Linked DNA regions of Mus musculus: all the other regions are linked to region 1. A link is a contact called in public promoter capture Hi-C data. All regions are on one chromosome and are shown on one strand. Each heading gives the region's core, a stretch centred on a gene start, on an enhancer-like site or on the middle of the called end of the contact. The rest is flanking DNA. Distances are from core to core; before and after follow the strand shown.

Region 1 (2,700 bases), core at 147-2,646:
TACCCCCCACCCCCAATCCCTCTTGAAACAGCTTTGCCTGCTACTTTTAAATTCACCCAACAAGGATTGTCCTAGCCTCCTGGCCTTCCCTGGGCCATTTCCGATCTTTTATTAACCTCTCACCTGGTTGGGAAGCCGCGATCCAGAGACCTGGAACTCCCTCCCACTTTCCCCTCGTGTTTGGGGAAGATACCCGAGAATGGAGCTAGCGAGAAAGCTTGATTTCTCAAACTACTTATTGATTCGTTACATTAAAAAAAAAAAGCCCCCGGAAGCGTGTTTACAGTAAATATTTGATATGTGCGCAGGCTGAGGTCTGGATTCACACTTTAATACGGTCTCTGGAAGCCCTTTCTTGATTTTCCTGAACTCGGCCGGCAGGAGGAGGCGAGAGCCTGATAGTGGCTCCCTTAGCCTGCGAACTGGCTCAGTCCGAGGGAGCAGTCCTCGGCCAATTCCCGCAAAGCCTTTTTCCTACACCCCCACAAGGCAAGGCTCTAATAGAACTTGGTTCTCACCTAGGTCCGGCTCAGTGGCACCTGTGCAAACGACCTTCAAGTCAATGTGCATCTCTGAGTTGGAAAACTGCTCTCTCTCCACTCTGACTGAAGATTTGTAGGCTTCAACCTCTAATACCGTATTTATACACACCGAAACCCTACAAACAAACATTTGCGGCGCATGATACTTTTGGGGGAGGGGCAGATAAGAAGGTTCGACCTGCTGAGGGTTAATGACAGGGACGCAAACCATCTTGAAGCAATCAACACTCAGGAACGCGAGAGATTTTGGGAAACCGAACAGTCTTCAGTGTACTAAGCTCAGGGTCCCGTTTTGGGTACCTAGTGGACTTCAGGGGTGAGGACCCACCTAGTTCCTCAGTGCAGAACATTCCACAACTCCCTCAAGGGAGCGCGAGTAGCTGGAGGAAGATAAGGCGTCCGCCTCTGGAGGAACAAGGTGTCAAAGGGACTCGGGGGGCACTCACTGGGACCCAGGGTTACTGGCGCTCACCACTCTCCCAGCAGCAAGGAAGCAGTAAGCTTGTGTTCAGCCTCCAAACTCTCCAACCTGCCTCCTCCGGCCACCTACGCTGTTCACCACCGGCTGCTTAGGACCTGGGGGCGCAGGGGCGGGGCGTCAGGCTAATTGGACCGTGACAGGTGAGCCCCTCGGCCAATCGCCGGGCAGACAGCCCTCCTCGGGCCCCCGCTGAGCGCGCCAATCCCAGACCGCCCTGAGCTTCAAGTGTGCGGAGGGGCGCGGGTCCCCACCAAGGCACCAGTGGCCTCGATGCGGTCGCTTGAGCTCTTGAGAGCAGAGAGCCGGTCTCCCCAACACAAACTCGCAGGAGCGCTCCGGTGGAAGTTCATACCAGTGAGTGGAGCGCGGTCCCCACGAGGACCGCAAAGAGGAGGCGCCTGGACGATGGTCGCTCTCAGCTGAGTTTCCGGCTGCGACTTTATTGGCAAAAAATCGCAGTAACAATACCGGCCCCAAGGCTGGCCACCGCCACGCTCAGTCTCCGTAAGCCCGCACACGACTGCATCGCCCACCCTTGGACCCTGATTGTCAGCTCCAATCGAGCCGATGGAAAAATCCAAAAATTTCCGCATCGACGCCCTGCTGGCCGTGGATCCCCCGCGAGCCGCCTCCACGCAGAGCGCGCCTCTGGCCTTGGTCACTTCCCTCGCGACTACAGTATCTGGTCCCGGCCGCGGCGGCAGCGGCGGCGGGGGGACCAGTAGCGGGGCGAGCCGTAGCTGCAGTCCCGCATCCTCGGAGGCCACTGCAGCGCCCGGTGACCGGCTGAGAGCTGAGAGCCCGTCGCCCCCACGCTTGCTGGCTGCACACTGCGCGCTGCTGCCCAAGCCCGGATTCCTGGGCGCCGGAGGAGGCGGCGGCGCGGCGGGTGGGCCGGGCACTCCCCACCACCACGCGCACCCTGGTGCAGCAGCCGCCGCGGCTGCCGCTGCCGCTGCCGCGGCTGCCGGTGGCCTGGCACTGGGGCTGCACCCGGGGGGCGCACAGGGCGGCGCGGGCCTCCCTGCACAGGCGGCTCTCTATGGACACCCGGTCTACAGTTATTCGGCAGCAGCTGCAGCGGCCGCGCTAGCTGGCCAGCACCCGGCGCTTTCCTACTCATACCCTCAGGTGCAGGGCGCGCACCCTGCGCACCCTGCCGACCCCATCAAGCTGGGTGCCAGCACCTTCCAACTGGACCAGTGGCTGCGCGCGTCTACTGCGGGCATGATCCTGCCCAAGATGCCGGACTTCAGCTGTGAGTACCTGCGCCGCACCCGGACAGTTCTCACGCGCATCCTCCTCTCTCGCACCCCCTTCCTTTTGCTCTCACCTCCTAGCGAGCTGTGGAAGAGCATCGAAGCCTCTGTGGCTCATTCCTGGGCCTGTGAGGCCTCTCGTGGGCCGCACAGAATGAAAGGAGCCTCAAATTATTAAGATGGCCACAAGCAGGCCTTGGCCTCTCTATCTCTCTTAACAGACAGGGGAGGTTGGAGGTGTGAGGCTAAAACCTAAAGAATAACCTGCAAGCTGGACAAGGAAGTGCGCGGAAAGGCTAGCCTCGATTAGGGCAGGTTTTGGGGGTCGCTGAAACCGGGGACTTATCTTGAGAAAATGAACTTTGTCAGAGGTTCCATTATAGGCTATGAAGAGACACATCACTGGGTCCAGAAGTAG
Region 2 (2,700 bases), core at 32-2,531, 1.1 Mb after region 1:
AGAGAGCCCCTCTAGCGAATCATGATGAGATCTAGCATCAACGTAAATAATGGCCGTGACAGTTCACTGAAAAACCCAAACCTCACAAAGCTGACTAAAGTTAAGAAAATGAACAAGTAAGAGCAGATACACAAGGCACACTAGAACTGGACACATCAGTGCTGGATGGTAAGAAGATAGTGTAGTAAGTGGGGCACTCAGAGCTCCTTCCCAACTACAACTTACAGTGGGTAAGGCCAGCTGTAGAAAAGACTTGGCAAACACTGCCTCACCTAAGTCATTAAAGCTAATCTCAGCAATATAGGGCAAGTCTGCACAGCCACACCAAGGACACATTCCCTTCTATGTCGAGCCTGCCAAACACAAACAACCTCAAACATATCAGAAGAAGCAATAGATAAGATGTAAATTACAGCAAAGGCCACAAAAATCACAGACTGTAGTCTTTTAAAAGGTCAAAGGCAAGCAACATAAAAACCAAGAGACTGCTCCAGACTAAAAGGAGACCAGAAATCAAACATATGGCTCTGGGTGAGACCCCAGGCTAGGCTGGTGCACTATACAGTGTGTAGCTACAGTCTCTAGTGCCTCTGGCCTAAGGCAGCACTCTGTACCTCCAATCTTCTCATAAACCACCGGAGGAAGAGAAATTACTTAGTCATAAATGGACATTGAAATACAGAGAGACAGAGGGTGGGGGTGGAGGAGCAAATGCAGTACAAGATAGAAACCCCTGGTGGATGTGGGAAAGGGACAAGGCCTCAAATTTTCTCTTTCATCCAAGATGTAACAAAACGAAATTTAGCCTGTGACCCACAGAAAGAGGGACCCACACACTGTCTCTAAAGGAAGCCTGGTGAGAAGGACGGAGATACCCTCACTGCCTCTCTAAGACAGGGAAGAAGAGGGACAAATTCACCCCATTTTCCAAAGCAAGCTCCCATAGATCAACTGAGGTCTTCCACGGGATAGTAGGACAGCCTTTAAAAACAAATACAAAGAAGCCCACTGCGGACCAGCCAGCTTTCCTGCTGGGTGGGGGTCCTGAGTCTCTCCCACTTCTCCATGTGCTCAAAGAAGACAACTGTTTACTTAGTTTGCTGCCAAATTTCTAAATCTTTCATAACCGGGATCAGGATAAAGTATCTGCCTACTTTCCACTTTCTCCCTTCAACCAAAGGATAGTTCCCGGAAAGGAACTAGGCCTTTGTTTTACTGATAAGCAAAGATGTAAATCAAGTAACCAAGGTCACTCAGAGGTGAGCTGGGTTTCACCTCTCAGGAGCCAGAAGAGGCTGAAGGCTTTGTTTTAACTGCTTGTTTCTAAGGTTAATCAGAGAAGGACTGATGGTCCCAGCAGTCACAGGAAATAAACTTTTGATGTTTCCTACCTTTGCTTTTATTATTAAATAGGGCCAAGACTCAGAATTGAACCCAACCAGATGTCTGGACCTACTGCTTCGTTATGTGGAGACTCAGTTTGCTCCACAGTGAAATGAAAATGTGAGTGGCACATGCTCAACCCTAGACAAACAGTAGCCATTGCAAATGCCAGCAGGAAGCACAGACCTCTTTAAATCCTCAGGAACACTTTAATCTGCCACCGATTTTCTTCTAGAACTCCTCCCAGCCACCAGACCTAGCATTTATAGGCAGAAAATTGAGATGATGATGAAGATGGTGATGATGAAGAGAAAGAAGAAACAGCAGCAGCACAGAATCCCAGAAGCAGCCAAGATAGACAACTACCCAAGCATGGGTTTTTCTATAGCAAAAGCAGGGAAGCTTTTATGTGTCAGATGATCACACAGAAGGCTAGCTTGTGACCCTGGAGAAGGAGAGCTTCAAGTTCTATGTGCTATAAAAAATGAGTTTCAGAGCAGTCAATGCCAGATATGGTGCCAACAACAAGCTCTATATGAAACACAGCATCTTCCTCCAGGCATAACTGAACAGTGATCCAGCCATCACAAGTACACAGAATATCAAGAAGTTATTCTTAAGAGAAAAAAATTATTTATTTTATGTAAATGAGTGCTCTATCCGTACAGACACTTTCATGCCAGAAGAGGGCATCAGATCCTAGTATAGACAGTTGTGAGCTACCTTGTGGTTGCTGGGAATTGAACTCAAGACCTCTAGAAGACAAGCCAGTACTCTTAACCACTGAGCCATCTCTCCAGCCCCCAAGAAATCATTCTTGTGAAAATCTTTAGGATTGTTTCCTATTATCACGATGAAATTGTTTTAATAAAGAGGACCTAAATAATTCCAATAAAAAGAACTAATGTACAACAACTAGAAGACAAATGAATGAAAACATCTTTAAAGGTAACATAATTAAAGAAATGACTAAAATCTACTGTCTTAAACTCAGACTCTCCATCTTTCACGATTTAAAAAAAATTCAAGAAAGTCGGGTATAGTGGCAACCCACTTTAATTCTTGTATCTGGTAATGTAGGCAAAAACATCAGGAATTCAAACTACATAGCAAATTCAGAACTACATGAAACCCTATCTCAAAAATCAAAATGAAATATGCAAAGATGAATGATTTAATTTTTAAATTAGCTATGAAAGACAAGAAACACCCACTGCGAGTCACACCAGGCTCACAGGTTATAAGTCACACACACAAGCCCAAAGAAGTTGAGTCATTCACAACTGGTATGAGGTATAACAACAGCTGGCTAGAGCT
Region 3 (2,736 bases), core at 145-2,644, 1.6 Mb after region 1:
GTCTCTGGCTCTTGAGCCCCCCCTTCCTCCCTCATCTACCTCTCCCCAAACTGGAGAGTTTTACCTTCCACAGACATAAGGTGAAGTGCGCTGCAAGAAAAGCCTGTGAGATACAAGTGACGTATTTTCTAACGATCCTTATAGCACCCACCTCCACAGCTTCGGGTACGGGGGAGACGCTGTTGGTCTTCCTGGAGCCCATGCGGAATTTCGCCGCCCTGTAAATTTTCCAGTACACAAAGAGCACCACGCACAGCGGCAGGTAGAAGGCACCCACGGTGGAGAACACGGTGTAGGAAGGCTCGCGACTGACTTGGCATTCCTCACTGGGCTCAGAATAAGTCTCTCCCCAGCCAAATAGCAGTGGAGCCAGAGAGATGACAGTGGAGAGTGCCCAGGTGAGCAGGATCATCACATTGGAGACACGCTTGCGGGTACGGAGTGTGTACTCCAGGTGGCGCGTGATTGACCAGTAGCGGTCCAGAGCTATTGCTGTCACATTCCAGATGCTGGCAGTACAGCAGAGCACGTCACATGCGATCCACAGCTGGCATAGACGCCGGCCCAGCTGCCAGCGGCGCCCAGACAGCTCATGTACCAGGCTCAGTGGCATAACCAGCACAGCCACTAGCACATCCGAGATGGCCATGGAAGCTACCAGGTTGTGTGGTACTCGGTGGAAGGTGCGTACCTTGAGGATGGTAGCCAGCACCAGCAGGTTCCAAGTGAATGTGGCCGCAGCTAGAAAGCCCAACAAAGTCAGGACTAGCACTCGGAAAGCTGAGAGAAAAGGCCGACTAGGGCGCAGGACTTCCGTGTCCAAGCTGCGGTTAGGTTCCAAAGAGGAGGGAGTAGAGAGAGAAAAGGAGGTCAAGTTTACAGGCAGATCCATTGCTGTCCCAGGACACCTGTGTTTAGACTGTGTTGCCACCGAGCCCACTGAAGTCAATCTAGATGTTTGCGACCGATGGCCAATGGAGAGGATTTTGCTAAGAGCCAAGAACCTGGCCTCAGTCTCCACCCAGTCAGAGTCCGGAGGAAATTGTAGCAGAGAGGAGGGTGCTGGGCTACAAGCAGCGCAGCCCAGGTATCCTTAGAGATATGGAAAGCGGACTCAAGGGGCTGAATCTAGAAGCCAGGGCCCGCCTTTGCTATCACATGCCTGCTGTTCCTCACCTAGGCGGAGACTGTTGTCTGGTCGCCTGCAGCAGAGCATCCTTGAGGTCGGCCCCCGCCCAGTGCAGGGTGGATGCCCAGAACTCAGCTAGTGCGTCAGAACAGTCGCTGGTCCAGGGTTGCTCCTTGCCCACCTCCCCCCTCTCCCGGCAGTGGCTCCGAGGGGTGGGGGTTGGGGACTGGAAGCCACGTAGATACCTGCTTTCTGGAGATGGCCTTCTGCCCTGTCCTGATCTCTCTCCACCGTGCCTGAGGCTGCTGCTCCGAGAGGGCACGCTGGCGCGCCCACCCAGACCTGCTTTAGCAAAGTGGGGCTCCCGCACTACGTAAGGCATCAGCTGATGAAGCCGCCTCTCTCCACCCGGCTCTCTGCATGGGAGTATTCAGCACTGGCTTTGTGTGCAGCTCAGTGCTTGGCGCTGTCCACGGTGCCGCTGCCTATACCAGCACGCAGCTTGGTGTCTATCCACAGTCCCATCGCTCTTTACCACTGGGTCAGTGGCCGGGAATTAATTAGTAAACTTTCCTAAACCCTTCTTCCAGCACTCATGCTCCCTCTGAAGGTGATTTTGAGACTTCGAGCCATTTGCTTGAAGTACAGGTGTCCTGGGTTAGGCTAACTAACCAACCAACTAACCAACTAACTTCCTAACAGCCTACTGTTGTTCCCTTCCAGGTTTCCGTATGTGGTTGCCTCCTAACTCGGAGAGCTCGGTGGCCTCACTTAAAGAGTTGTTTGTTTTAAAGGAGAAAGATTGATGACTGTTGGAGATAGGGTGCTTGTTTCCTGAGCTTAGAAAGAGGCTTACAGGAGCCTCTCTAGTGACTCTACAGAAGTTTCTATGGAAAAGAAGCTGGAGGGAATGGCTCAGCCATTAAGATCATTGGCTTCCCTTGCTGAGAACCTGCTTTGGTTCGCAGGACTGACTCACACAGTGGCCCACAACTGGCTGTAACTCCATGTCCAGGGGATATGACACCTTATTCTGGCTTCCACAGGCACCATGTACACATACAAGCATGTAAACATACACATACAACAAAAACAAACCCTAAAGAAAAAAAAGAGAAAATCTCTACGGCACTTGAAATGCTTGAAACATGCTTGAAAAGTATTGAGACAGTCATGATGGTTCAGCCCTTAATCCTAGCACTTGAGCTTGGGGCCGGTGGAGCTCTGCAAGGTCAGGGCCAGCCAGGGCTACATAGTGAGACTCCGACTCAAAAAATAAATGAAATAAAATTTAAAAAAATTACCCATGCATGCTTGTAAAACTATCAAAAGGTCTGACCTAGGAGTTTTCTTTGTTTCAGTGTAAGAGTTGAGGCCCAGAGCTTTGCACATACTAGGCAAAGAACACTGTCATTGAGCTACAGCCCCAGCCCTCAAGGAGAGAAGCAACTGCAGAAAGCTGTCTCTCTGCATGTGCACTATGGCTTATGACACCCACATACACACAGTACACACAGGAGCTTGTGTGTGTGCATAATAATAATAGTAATACATAAATAAGAGGATATGGTAGTACACATCTGTCATCTCAGCACTGTGGGCTAGAG
Region 4 (2,700 bases), core at 37-2,536, 1.3 Mb after region 1:
CCTTTCTGGAGATGCTTATCTAGCATCCTGTAAGCCCTCAGCAGCAACTGCGCCTGATTTTAAAGACTACTGCAAAAGGCTAGCTAGCTAACGCCATTCAAAAGCTGTCAATCTTCAGACTTAAAAAAAAAAAAGGGCAAAACAAAACCTGTAGAAATTCACGCGCGCGCGCGAACACACACACACACACACACACACACACACACACACACACACACACTATTTGTGCTAAAGGAGGGCACACTGCCTCCTTATCCAAAGGTGTAAGGTTATACTTTAAAACAAACTTCTAAGACTCAGCATTCTTCTGTACACAGCTCTAGGTATTAGGTCAACTTGAAAAGGGAACTAAAACAGAACAGTTTCTAAGGAGGCGAAGACACGCTTAGTATGTGAGGACCTTCCGACCTGGTAACCGGACTGGTCTTCCCAGGGCCCTTTCCCTATGCCTGAGACGTCCCACCCAAGACCCTTCCCCACTCCTACACAGAGCCTGCTTGCTTTTTTTCATGGGAGAGGGAAGGAGAGAATGAAATTCCTAGTTGCTGTTAGGTTTTTTTAAATGAATGACCCTCTTTCGCTGTGACTTAAAATCCTGCTTTGTGGACAACTATAAACTGACACTTTTACGTTAACAGTTAAGGAAAGATGCTCAACAGTCGGGCATCCCGGAAAATCCGAGCCCTCGTTGTGTTAAAGACCTGCTTTGAGTCTTTCGTGTGAGAATTCACCTTTGCGATCTCGCGCCTTTCCCAGTAAACTCTCCGAGTTTACCGGAGAGTCATCCGATTTTCAGTTGTGCCAGTAAACCTGTGAATTTCTTCTTTGCAACTTATAAAGCTTGAAAAGCACAGATAAAAATGCCATTTGTATTTGAAAGTGCCATTGTAGAATCTAGGTTTTTCACTGTAGACATTTATTTATTTTTAGTTTACTGAATTTGAAAAAAAAAAAACTTGACACCTGCTGTGAAGTGTTCTCATTTTAGTTCGCAGACGCATTTAATTAATTGCTCTTGCGAAGCAAGAGCCTTGAGAGTTCCCGGTGGCCTGAGGTTCACCTGGGCCGCAGCAGGTGCGGCGCGATCCTCGTGCTCCGTCCCTGCGCTCCGGGTAAAGTGCGTGCCTGGGGTCGGTTCCTGGTGGACGCTGGGGGCGGCGGCGATCAGGGAGTGTTCCTCTCGGGCTCCGCCATCCGCGCTTTCAAATTAATTGCGGATCGGCTTTGCGGCCAGATGGCGGGGAAACGTCGGGACCCTTTGTGCGCCCCGAGCGCGCCAGTGAATGTCGCGCAGTCGTTGGCACCGGAAGGGTTCACACTGCGTGTGAAAGGGGACAAAGGGAGCTGGATATATCAACACTGCAGAAACCGAGTTCATTTGTCATGCAGCCCCTTTCAGCGCAGTTGTCATGCAAACTTCCTTCTTTGATCAGCAGAGGGTGGAGAGAGAGAAAGCCCGCAAAGCCGCGGGCCCGGACGAACGCCCTTGGCGGCTCCACGCCCCTTCCGGAAGGAGCCGCAGGGACCCGGCCTCCTGCACCTTGACCCGTCTAGACGCCGCACAAGGTTTTGTCTCGGTTTCCAAGGGCGCGGGGTGCTCTTTGACCCGCGCCCGGGGCGGAGGTGGTGGCACGGATCCCAGCGCGCCCCGGCAGGTCCTGGAGGGAGAGGGGCTCCCGGGACGCGCGCCAGCTGTTCCCAGAGCAAGCCGAGGCCGATGAGGGGCAACCGGGCCCTGCTGCCCCTGACAACCTCGGTGTGGACCCCGCATAGCCTCCTCGGGAAGTCCGGAAGGCGAGGGGGGCAGCGCGACGCGGGATGGGCAGAAGTGTGGCTTCCCCACAGAACTGATGCGCTCTCGACGCCCCCCTCTCCTCCCATTTTCTGTGCTTCAGCCTCTACTCAACAACTTTTAAAAATTATCTTTAAGTACAGCTTCTAGATTTCTCTGTCTCTTACTGTCCACTGTCAAGCACGTTATTTTCTCACTAGAATTTAAGCCTGCTTTAAGCTGCATAAAGAATGATGCGGCTGCGGGAAGCCGTCCCTTCACTTGTTCACTGGACCCGCGTGGGCGTGGGCGTGGGCATGGGCAAGTGTCCTGGCTGGTTCTGTTCTTCTTGTAGGTTCCCCTGGCCCAGTCCGAGGCGTTCCTCATCGACCTTTTGGATAAAGTGTGTATGCGAATGAACGATTACCAGCTGGAGGACGACCCAGTGACCAAGCAGAAGTATTTCAGGAGATATGCTCCGAGGAAGGGAGACAAAATATACAAAGAATATAAAAAGTTCTTCTTTTATTCTGATGCCTTCAGACCTTTGAAATTCGCGGTAAGCCCCCTTCTAAGAGCCTGTTGGGGTTCCCCTTGCCTTCCTGGAGCTACTCTTGAGTGGTTGATGAACAGTGCACAGTCAGGTACACTCACAGCCCTGCTGTCCTGTGCTGCCCCTCAGCTTAAGTCTTCATTGAACACTTGGTGCTTTGGCTTGTGAGACATCTCAGGGGTGGTGGCATGCTTCGGTGATCTGTGGGGAAGGTGAAGGGAGTTTTATAAAAGCAAGGTGCCTTGTGTCCCCTGTCCTGGGGACATGGACACCATTTGCACATTGCTTGTCTGGGTATTCTGCTGGTATGGAGAGCCTTTCTTGTTGCCTAAGGAAGCAGGGGTTGTGGTTTCTCAGCTGAAATCCGAATGGAGGC
Region 5 (2,700 bases), core at 147-2,646, 1.7 Mb after region 1:
CATGTGTAATGCAGGCAAAGTCTTGCAATACAGTTAAAATTGTCCTTTGTGCTGTTTTACTGTAATTCACCTGCTTTGTTCCTTGTTCTGGGAGGTAGGTCTCCTGAGTCTCCCGGCACCCAGCAGAACCTGAGTAAACAATGTTTCTCTCCAGACAACCCCTGGTGAATTTTATATGGGGCTTTCTGTCAGAGGACTCCTGTCCTCTGCTTCTTGCAATGTTGGTGGTATTTGTAGCCATTCACACTGGGGTTTTCTTCGAGACACTTGGGGCACCAGATATAAGCCAGATATACTAGATGTATTTTTTATTTGCCAGATGTAATTGTTGTCTCTGAGGCTTGCATTTGAATAAGTTCTGCTTCTCTCTGAACTCTGGCTGGCTGGGTCAACTCAGCTGGTACAACCTAAGTCCTCTCAGGAAGACTGACTCAATTTGGCCTCTCTAGAATTCTCAAGGGATTGCTTCCCTTGGCCTCAAATTAGAACATGGCAACATGTTCTAATCTTCTGGCTCCTTCTTATTTTCTGGCGTGAACTGTTTGCAGAATCACACAAAGGAGCTCAGTTGCCACCAATGCCCTCACCAAACGAACAACTCCACTCAACTAGACTGAACAGATCTCTCTCTCTCCTTGTGTTGCTCTTAAATAGTGTTTCTCCTGAGAGTTGGGTATGTCCTATCTCTGACACATTCAGTCAAAAAAATCAGAAAGTTCTGATTGGCCTCTTTGCCTCTCAATTTGATGTCATTGTTTGGGATTAAAAGTGTGTGCTATAGTCGGCCATCACTGGAAAGAGAGGCCCATTGGACACGCAAACTTTATATGCCCCAGTACAGGGGAACGCCAAGGCCAAAAAGGGGGAGTGGGTGGGTAGGGGAGTGGGGGTGGGTGGGTATGGGGGACTTTTGGTATAGCATTGGAAATGTAAATGAGCTAAATACCTAATAAAAAATGGAAAAAAAAAAGTGTGTGCTAAAGGATTCTAACCAGAGGGATTCAAAGTATGTACTAAGGGTGTGTCTGCATGACAATTGGATCACTCAGACCTAGAAGGTCCTTGGATGTGACCTTCAGAGCAGCCTTGTTGCTGGATTAAAATTCCTTTACAATCAGGGAGAGAGCAGTCCTTTGTTTATCCTACCTTGATGCCTGGCTTGCTGGGCAAAGCTGTTTAATGACCAAATTACACAGAAATCAGTTCCAATCCAATTAAATCAACTCTAGGCCGCTAAATACTGGAGGAGGAAGACAAAGACTTGAGTTCCACCATGCCCAAGGAAACTATGGGAAAAGATGCCAACAGATTTGTCCTCAGCCCCATGGTACATGCAGACCATAGACATACAGAGCTCTGTCACCCCCACACAGCACTGTTGCAGAAGGTGTTGTTTACTTGAAAAACCTGTTTCTAGTTGTGGTTGGCTCACTCTTACCACATACCTTTAATGCCTGGGTGCAGAATACAGACAGCTCTTTTTTTTTTTTTTTTTTTTGAGAATGTACAGGTGTTTTATTGCTCACCTCTCAGACAAAACACACTTCCAGCCACTTTCTTCCACAGATTGACAGTGTTTACATGTATATATATAGACGTGGAGAGTGACTCAGCCAGGCTTTTGTCTTCTGCAGCAATAATGAAGGGCCTCCTGCACTGAGCAGGACTCCATCTCACTTCGTAGTGCATGTCCATCACAAGAAAGGTCTCTTGCCTAAAGCAAGCTAACTTGTATCTGCTGAGCCTGTAGCATTAACTAGTGCGTGAAACAGATATCTGCTCGCCATTTCTTCTAGCGAATTTCAAGTAAAAACAAGGGTGAAGGAGGAACTTTTGTCTCGGATGGATAAGTGCCTACACTTAACTAACAAACTAAGTTTACAACTTAGTTTGCTTTTGTTGTTTTTATGGATTTTAGCCATGTTCATGGATTTTGGAGGAGCATATGGTACAGTATTCCACCAACAGGATAAGGCTACTGAATGTGCTATCTGCAAAAGAGTTCATGTAATAGGAACCAACCCAACAGGTCTACCAAAAAGAAAGGTGACAAAATCTCTCTGAATGCCCATCAGGGCAGAGCTATGCTCGGAAAGTAGACAGCAGAAGATAGTCTACAAAAAACACACATGGGTTGTTAATATGAGGAAAGTTTCCCAGCAGTAAATATTAAAAAAGTCTAGGCAAATCCTCATTTTCAAAATTTGCATATTGAAAATGTGAAAACTATTTTATTCAAGTAATTTCTTCAAAAACCATGTATGTTCCAACTGGAATAGTCTACTGGTCAACTAAAGGCAACTTAAATTGTGTTTAAAATTTGTTTCATAGAAAGAAGAGATATGTTTCTTAAATAAACAGTGTTATGTAAAACTGTTTAGTAATAAAGAGAGAAAGAATTGAATGAAAACCAGCAAATGGTTATCCTAAGCAGGAGTATGCCTACTACCTGTGGTCTTACATTCATTCCAAATAGATGTTGGATTCAGGATTCTGAAACTAAGTTTCTATTACTTGAGCTCTAGCAAAATATGAGTTTCTGTAGCCTCAACTAGTATAATGTCTTCCTTGTCCAAATCCAGAATGACTATACTGATAGCCTCCATGTTGGAAGTGCTGTTCAAACTGGCCCCTTTATGATAAGTCTGGCTCCCGCTTCCTCCCCAGCCTCCTCCCTGGCTTCTGCATCCTCCCTGATCC

What was found. Promoter capture Hi-C pulls out the DNA fragments that hold promoters and counts their contacts.
Region 2: a contact with region 1 is called in a promoter capture Hi-C map of embryonic stem cells, with 4 times the contacts expected there. The contact joins the enhancer-like site here to the promoter of Mnx1 in region 1. A contact is called at or near these places in 11 of 39 promoter capture datasets (the 3T3-L1 cell line, the C10 cell line, the SN4741 cell line and 6 more) and 5 of 115 datasets of contacts at active chromatin or transcription factors (astrocytes, embryonic stem cells, pancreatic cancer cells and 1 more).
Region 3: a promoter capture Hi-C map of hippocampal neurons shows a contact between it and region 1, with 2.7 times the contacts expected there. The contact joins the promoter of Htr5a here to the promoter of Mnx1 in region 1. A contact is called at or near these places in 4 of 39 promoter capture datasets (the C10 cell line, hippocampal neurons, liver and 1 more).
Region 4: a contact with region 1 is called in a promoter capture Hi-C map of second pharyngeal arch cranial neural crest. The contact joins the promoter of Cnpy1 here to the promoter of Mnx1 in region 1. A contact is called at or near these places in 14 of 39 promoter capture datasets (cranial neural crest, embryonic stem cells, epiblast stem cells and 9 more), 4 of 484 Hi-C or Micro-C datasets (cortical neurons, cranial neural crest and gonadal supporting cells) and 10 of 115 datasets of contacts at active chromatin or transcription factors (astrocytes, craniofacial prominence, embryonic forebrain and 5 more).
Region 5: a promoter capture Hi-C map of embryonic stem cells shows a contact between it and region 1, with 2.8 times the contacts expected there. The contact joins the enhancer-like site here to the promoter of Mnx1 in region 1. A contact is called at or near these places in 7 of 39 promoter capture datasets (the C10 cell line, cranial neural crest, embryonic stem cells and 3 more) and 1 of 484 Hi-C or Micro-C datasets (embryonic stem cells).

What each region holds. Positions count from the first base shown.
Region 1 is chr5:29,477,166-29,479,865 of GRCm38.p6, reverse strand. Mnx1 (motor neuron and pancreas homeobox 1) reads left to right here and starts at 1,396. Exons shown (of 3, transcript NM_019944.2): 1 at 1,396-2,281. The coding sequence starts at 1,591.
Region 2 is chr5:28,397,507-28,400,206 of GRCm38.p6, reverse strand. The region is part of intron 15 of Rbm33 (RNA binding motif protein 33); the gene reads right to left. Among named protein-coding and RNA genes, the nearest start is that of 9530036O11Rik, 68 kb to the left of the region's middle. Within about 2 kb of position 1,281, at least 55 of the 459 cell types and tissues checked have an H3K27ac peak or open chromatin away from gene starts, as enhancers often do. A contact at or near this core is called in embryonic stem cells, where this site is marked.
Region 3 is chr5:27,840,605-27,843,340 of GRCm38.p6, reverse strand. Htr5a (5-hydroxytryptamine (serotonin) receptor 5A) reads right to left here and starts at 1,394. Exons shown (of 2, transcript NM_008314.2): 1 at 152-1,394. The coding sequence starts at 892.
Region 4 is chr5:28,208,754-28,211,453 of GRCm38.p6, reverse strand. Cnpy1 (canopy FGF signaling regulator 1) reads left to right here and starts at 1,286. Exons shown (of 3, transcript NM_001310511.1): 1 at 1,286-2,330. The coding sequence starts at 2,181.
Region 5 is chr5:27,817,822-27,820,521 of GRCm38.p6, reverse strand. No RefSeq gene overlaps it. Among named protein-coding and RNA genes, the nearest start is that of Htr5a, 23 kb to the left of the region's middle. Within about 2 kb of position 1,396, at least 13 of the 459 cell types and tissues checked have an H3K27ac peak or open chromatin away from gene starts, as enhancers often do. A contact at or near this core is called in embryonic stem cells, where this site is marked.